2 separate regions of the Zea mays genome follow, and region 2 is linked to region 1. The links are chromatin contacts, called in public Hi-C maps. All regions are on one chromosome and are shown on one strand. Each heading gives the region's core, a stretch centred on a gene start, on an enhancer-like site or on the middle of the called end of the contact. The rest is flanking DNA. Distances are from core to core; before and after follow the strand shown. Region 1 holds the start of LOC100217001 (Ectonucleotide pyrophosphatase/phosphodiesterase family member 3). Region 2 has its middle 67 kb from the start of LOC103634989.

Region 1 (3,252 bases), core at 113-2,612:
CAAATGAGCAGGTATTGGGACCAATGCACCAATAAAGTGCAAATACCAAGGCAGGCCTTGAAGCCATCGAGATGTGGCTCAAAGTACCAAGCAAGCACAGATACATGCCGAAGCCCGATTTTTTATCAAATGTGTTGGATCTAATAATTCCTTGTGCTAGATGCTATCCACAGCGGTTCTTCTTAAATTTCTCTCCCTGTATCAGTTTTTGCGTCACATCGTCAACATTTCATCCCCTACTTTTTCATCTCCGGCAGCGTTTCCCTCCCTAAATACTCCCCCTTACCCATACTATAGCTATAAAATATCATCTCATATCCATACTTTTCATTCGCTATCAATTTTTTATATACTAACAATTATTCGTGGTCCACAACACAAGGAATGAATAGTGTTGGAGGAGGCACCACACCACTGGCGGGAGAGAGACAACTACCGCCATAAAGGGGGCGTGGAAGGGGATGTCGCTGCGGCCCAAATGGGCTCCTGTAGCCGCCAGTTAGAGGGGAGGGGGCGCGCGCGACGGAGACCGCTGCAGCCGGTCTAAGATTACCTCTACCTAAATTCATATGCTCGAGCAAAACTATTTGTCATGATATATCCTCCCCTTGATAGGATTTTTGTTGTTATGAAACATGTTTGTCTAGGTGTCTCACTTCATGTGCTTACAACATGTGGAAGTAGAGGAGTGGCAAGGTCGCGAGTACCATGCATGACTAGCTCGTAGAAGTTGGAGAAAATTCCTGGTATGCCATCAGATTTTATACTCATCCCTTGTGTGCCACTGAGTGACATATAGGTATATTTTTTGGTGTCTATGACATGTGGGGTCAGTGGCATACAAGGAATGAGTATATTTTCCAGTGGCATACTGTTCGAAGTGGATCCCAATTAAGTAGCGTAGGCATGTTTAAGGCGATTAAGAACCACAGTTTTGTTGCAGCGATCCTTGAACACCTTTGTGTACTCGATGGATTTAACACGGTTTAGGATGACTAATTGATGAGGTGTAACTGTGACGGTATTCCACTCCTGTTTATAGGTGTAGCTTGTAAAAAAATCCACGAAAGGTCAAATTCATGAATCAACACTTGTATGCAAATGAATTTAGTGCACCTCCTAATTTATAAACGATTTCTATATAAAATTATACTGCTCTCTTAAAGTTGACGGGTTCCAAATCCAACCCTTCCTCGTCCCTTGGGCACCCAACGATTCCAAAAGACATACCGATGCCAGCTCTCTCTAGCTACCTTGTGTCCAAAGTGCCAAACGCCCCTTAACCACCTGCTTTATCTTCCCCCGTTCACCCCGTGCTCGCGCGCGCGCGCGCTCTCTCTCTCTCTCTCTCTCCCCTCCCTGTCTCCCTCCCCCTCTCGGAGTCTCGGTCGTGGCGACGACGACTGGGCAGGCCGACGAGCACCCACCAGGTATCCCACCCCTTCTCTTCCCTTCTTCCTGCTATGCGAATTAGGCGGACCGGCCAATAGGGCGACCACCCGCCCGCCTGAGAGGCCGTGCGGAGGTTGAAGACGGCTGCGGGCAAGGGAGACGGCGCGCGTTGCTTTTGGTTGCAAGTTGGAGCGTATGGGCCGTCTGGCCGGAGAGGCGCCCAGGCCCATCAGCTAGGAAGACCTTAAGCCAGGGCAAACGGCGCACATCAGCACACCATCGCAGGTCCGCAGTCGGTTGCGGCGCTCGAAGCGGTGGGCAGGCTCAGGCGCTAGTTCCACGGCCGCGGGCCGCGGCTCGCCCTCACCGCGCCGACGCACCGGCTCCCCCTCTCTCACGTCCCGTGCTTCCACTCGACCCCTCCGAGCTCCGGCTCCTCTCCGCCCCTCCACCCCAACCGGCAACCGGCAGCGCCCCCTGTGGCGCAGCGGCTGTATCTGCGTCCCTCTCTTGCAGTTGCAGCCCAGCAGCAGCAAAAACAACTCGAGCTCGCTTGTTCTTCTAGGGCCAACCGCAGTAACAGACTAACACTTGCAGTTAGGCGGCTCCGTAGATTAGTGTCTTTCATCAGCTCCAGGGTCAAGGTGGCACTTTTCATCAGATCAAGGGTCAAGCAGTAGTATACTGCTCTGTTTTTGATCGGGTTAGTTTTGCTCACCGCTTACTGTTACAATGCGGCTTCAATAGCAGGTTTGGATGTTTTTTAATGTCATTGCTTAATGTGTTAGCTTGCCTTTGTGGATCTTGTACATGCTGCAGCTCTGACCAGCAGATGGCAGGGCAGTAGCTGTTCGTTCCCTTGTTAGTAGTTTAATTTCAGCAATAATCCTTTGGCTCGGATACCTTTTCTATTGTTTAGAAAATTCAGAGTAACTTTGGTTCAGTGCAGCTCTATTTCAATTCAATAGCTGAATCATCTTTGCGAATATAAGCAGTGCGATTTGTTCATGACTTTCATGTTGTCGTTTGCACTTTTTAGCTAAAATTTTGTAGTCTAAGTTCACTCTTAACTCCTTTCTTGGGCTGGGTCCGCCACAACGAAACCGAGCACCCACTCCCTAAGGCTATTTTGTGTTCAGACATGATCTAATTATGGGTGTATGTGTGTGTATTATGCCTGCTTAATAACTTCGATTTTTCTTTCTTGCAAAAAGTTATTGGGTGCACACACATGGTCCGCCCCCTGCTGCAGAGTCGAAATCTTTACTAGGGCTTAGACTCTGTGACCTTGTTAGTGTGATTCTTATTCCTCTCTTTGAAATCCTTGTAAAGAATCTTACTTAGCAAATCTGTACTTTTTTCTAAGACGTAAGACCGGTGCTTACTTAAGGGTGGTAATGGATTGTGATCCATATGGTTCTTCACAAAATGTCAAGGCCCTAAATAAATTATAGTTCAAAAATGACTAGAAATAAAGCCCGATCCTAATCCGACTTGATCCTTAAATCTTATAGTGCAAAATTTACAGCCCATTGTCAGCCCTATGCTTACTTTACTGTAAGCTTGGAGAAAGATTTTTTCCTCCATTTTTTGGGGGCTGTCACATGGGGCCCTTTGTGTTTTCTAAACGAACTTTATTGTTTGTTTCTTTACCTTCCCAAAGTTCTTAGCAATTCCTATTATTGATGTTGTTATAATCTGAATTTCCTTACTGACACTAGTGCTAGACTGTTAGTTTTCACCAATAGATTAATTTTCAGACCCAACGATGCATTGCTACCCATTAGTATAAGGTTTGCTAAATTGTTTCTACATATTTGTCATGCGACCAATATTATGGTACTGGTGAACATGATTATA
Region 2 (3,112 bases), core at 21-2,520, 400 kb before region 1:
AAAAAAATGGCACGTGCTAGATGCAATGCAGCACGGACGTGAGGATCGGAGTTCTTGTCGGCAATTGAATTCTTGAACAGGACGAGGATCGGAGTCCGCTGCGTTCTTTTCACAGGTTTATGGGCCTGCAGTGATGCTCATGGCAGGGGCAGCACCTGTTAACGTAGGTTTCCTTTTCGTATTGAAAGCCGGGGAAAGGCACCCGGTCGTGCCAAGAACAGCTAGCTAGCTTGTCTGCTTCCTTCCCGAGCAATCTTCTGTGTGTATTAACACACGCGGGGACCCAGCCTGCTCTGCGCCACTCGTCTCCCTCCTGACGACAGCTTAACTAGAGAGAGCGAGCGAGCGAGAGAGAGAGAGAGAGAGAGAGAGAGAGAGAGAGAGAGAGAGAGAGAGAGAGAGAGAGAGAGAGAGAGAGAGAGAGAGAGAGAGAGAGATTGACAGTTCAGCGTTCGGCATCGAGTATCACAGCGAGTGTGAGCTGCACCCTTGTGAACTGTGTAGCCGTACGTGGCGTATGACTGTGTTTGGATATGGCAAGGCTTATTAGCTGGTGACTGAAAGTTTAATGTGCCCGACAATGAGTTCGTTACGAGTTGCTTCGCTTGCCGTGTTTGGGATTTGGAGGACTTGCCGCAAGAAAGAAAGAAAGAAGAAGAAGAAGGAGGAGGAGGAGGAGGAAAGATAGTAAGCAAAGCACTCTTTTTGAGCAGGGCATGCTAGTTGTTGCGACACAGGAAAGGGAGGCTTTTGTGGACAGATAACTGCCGCGAATGCGAGGCCGTGGACAGAACAGGTCACCAACAGATCCGGATGGGCCCCCTGCGTGTCTCAATCCGGCGTCCCCGGCCCTGTACCTGAAGGTGTCGCGGGGGCATTCATGGCGTCCGTTGACATACATCACGCTCCCAGGAGCCCACAGCTAGCCCCCCACCACCGAGGCTGTGAGATGTCTCTGGTCGTCAGAGCTAGTACACACATGGGAGTACAGTCATTAGGCAGCTGCCCGTTCACTCGTTCAGATAGCTGGAGGTGGCGATCAGTGAGGTGAGCAGAGGAGAGGGAGAGCCACAGCCACAGGGGAAGAAGGACATGGACAGACGGCCCCCAGATGTTTATGCGCTGACGATGACTGCTGGTCCGGTCCAATCAAAATCCAAACAGAAAGAGGCGGCATGGCAGATCGAGCCACACTGCCACAGGCCACAGCCATGAGCTACCTAGCTAGCTGTCGAGCCCATGGTCTCCAGGGACCAAGCTCGGTAGGTGGTAGCTCACATGCATGACAGCGACGGTGCCTGCCTGCCCCCCTCCCTCACCCTGTGTCACGCACAGTCCGACTACGTAACTCCAGACGCAGCCGCAGCCGCTGCTGGTGTACTTGCTCTCTTGCGGCTCAGCCTGGGGCGTCCTAGGATGATCCTCTCGGTGCGTAGCGTAGACCGCTGCACAGTCACTCCTCCTTCCTGGCCGTGCTGTCCGTGCCTGTGTTTGTTTGTTTGTCTCCTTGCTTGTCCGGACCAGCATGCATGACCATCAGCCAGCCCCCGTGACCGTGACAGTGAAGACAGCCTGTTAACACACACACAACGACAAGAGGCAGGCCAAACTCCCAGCTCCCGATCACGTACACGGCTGTTGGCCCTCTGATGGCATTGGCATGTCTATCCCAACCTGCTGCATCTGCATGGCTGCGTGCCTGCGTCCGGACATGGAGGATGGACCGCGCACATACCCAGGCCACGAAGGATTACATTCAGACATAGCAGGACAATAACGATGCCATGGCGGGCTGCCGTCCAGTGCTTTTCTTGTTGGGACACACGGACGGCGTCGCTGGCAGCCCATCTTGGCCGGTTCCTGACACACACACAGAGAGAGGGAGGCTTCTTTCCGGGTCTCTCTTGCACGGGCACAGCTTCAACCGTTGGAAAGCGGACAGGCAACGGGTTGGTTAGACGTCAAAGTGTTGCTTGTCCCTAGAGGTGTCAATGATAAATTCTCCAAGAGTTCGTATAGTGTTGGCTTCAATTTAGGCACCAATCACTAGAGATGAATCAACTAACGGTGCTCTCTACGGAAGCCTAGACGGTTCGTGACCTCGGCGCAGGAGCTGCTCTCTCCATACACGCTTCCGGACGGTTCGCGACTAACGCATACGATGACTCGCACATATGGAGACTCGTGGTACAGAAACGAATGTCACATCTTTACTATATAATAGAAGTTCTGTACAAAAATAACTAAATAATACATCATACGAAGACGACGACCCAGCAACCATAGTTGACTGGGAGACGATGGCCTATACCTCTCACAAACTCTTCGCGGCATCCTTCATGCTCCTTATCTTATCGGTACCTGTTCTTGACCCGGGGGATTGTGAGTACAGCAAGGGTGAACTCACATACGTTCATCGCTCAACAAGATGTAGGAAATAATGTGCATGAGCTCACTTATAGTGGGGCTCATGTGAAATGTAAGGCTTACCAAAGAAGATGGTTAAAGATGAGCATTGCTTTTAAAGTTTCTCAAAGTTTTATTAGTAGTTATTAAGTGTAAGTAGATACCAACCCAATTAAGTATGAGATCACAATTAATAATAAACCCACAATACAATGCAAATGACAGATTAAGTTTGATTCCATAACTTAATCATGCGAGTGTCCTGAGTCGCTCTTAACCGTGAGCACGACTTATATACCAGTTTTACACTCTACACAGGTTGCACATCTTTACCACAAGTCATGTTACCCAATTGTCAAGGTATCGTGACTTCCCATTCATCTTTACCGAGGAGACGAGGCAGGGTAGCACTACAAGGCCTTTCCGAAGTTCCACTAGTTTGAGAAAACCCGCTACGGATTCAGGAAGAAGGAAGCAAAGGAATCCCTCGTCCGGAAAGCTTAACAGACAACCCGACCCGAGAACCTCCCTATACTCTACAGTGACGCCTCCCCACTTGCCCCTTTCACTTAAGGTAATCTCTCTCTAGCTTTTCTAATTACTTGGCCAAGGACGTCCCATTCCACCCTTGTGGTAGCATTGTTATCTCAAGTTAAGCTCCATGTTCTAATTAACAAAGTAATCTTGACATGAACAATAATTAAAA

Evidence for each region. A called contact is a pair of places that touch in the nucleus more often than the background predicts.
Region 2: a Hi-C map of leaf shows a contact between it and region 1, with 2.9 times the contacts expected there. The contact joins the enhancer-like site here to the promoter of LOC100217001 in region 1. A contact is called at or near these places in 2 of 25 Hi-C or Micro-C datasets (ear and leaf).

What each region holds. Positions count from the first base shown.
Region 1 is chr8:26,754,578-26,757,829 of Zm-B73-REFERENCE-NAM-5.0, reverse strand. LOC100217001 (Ectonucleotide pyrophosphatase/phosphodiesterase family member 3) reads left to right here and starts at 1,362. Exons shown (of 9, transcript NM_001143378.1): 1 at 1,362-1,430.
Region 2 is chr8:27,157,294-27,160,405 of Zm-B73-REFERENCE-NAM-5.0, reverse strand. No RefSeq gene overlaps it. Among protein-coding and RNA genes, the nearest start is that of LOC103634989, 67 kb to the right of the region's middle. Within about 2 kb of position 1,270, at least 18 of the 20 cell types and tissues checked have an H3K27ac peak or open chromatin away from gene starts, as enhancers often do. A contact at or near this core is called in ear and leaf, where this site is marked.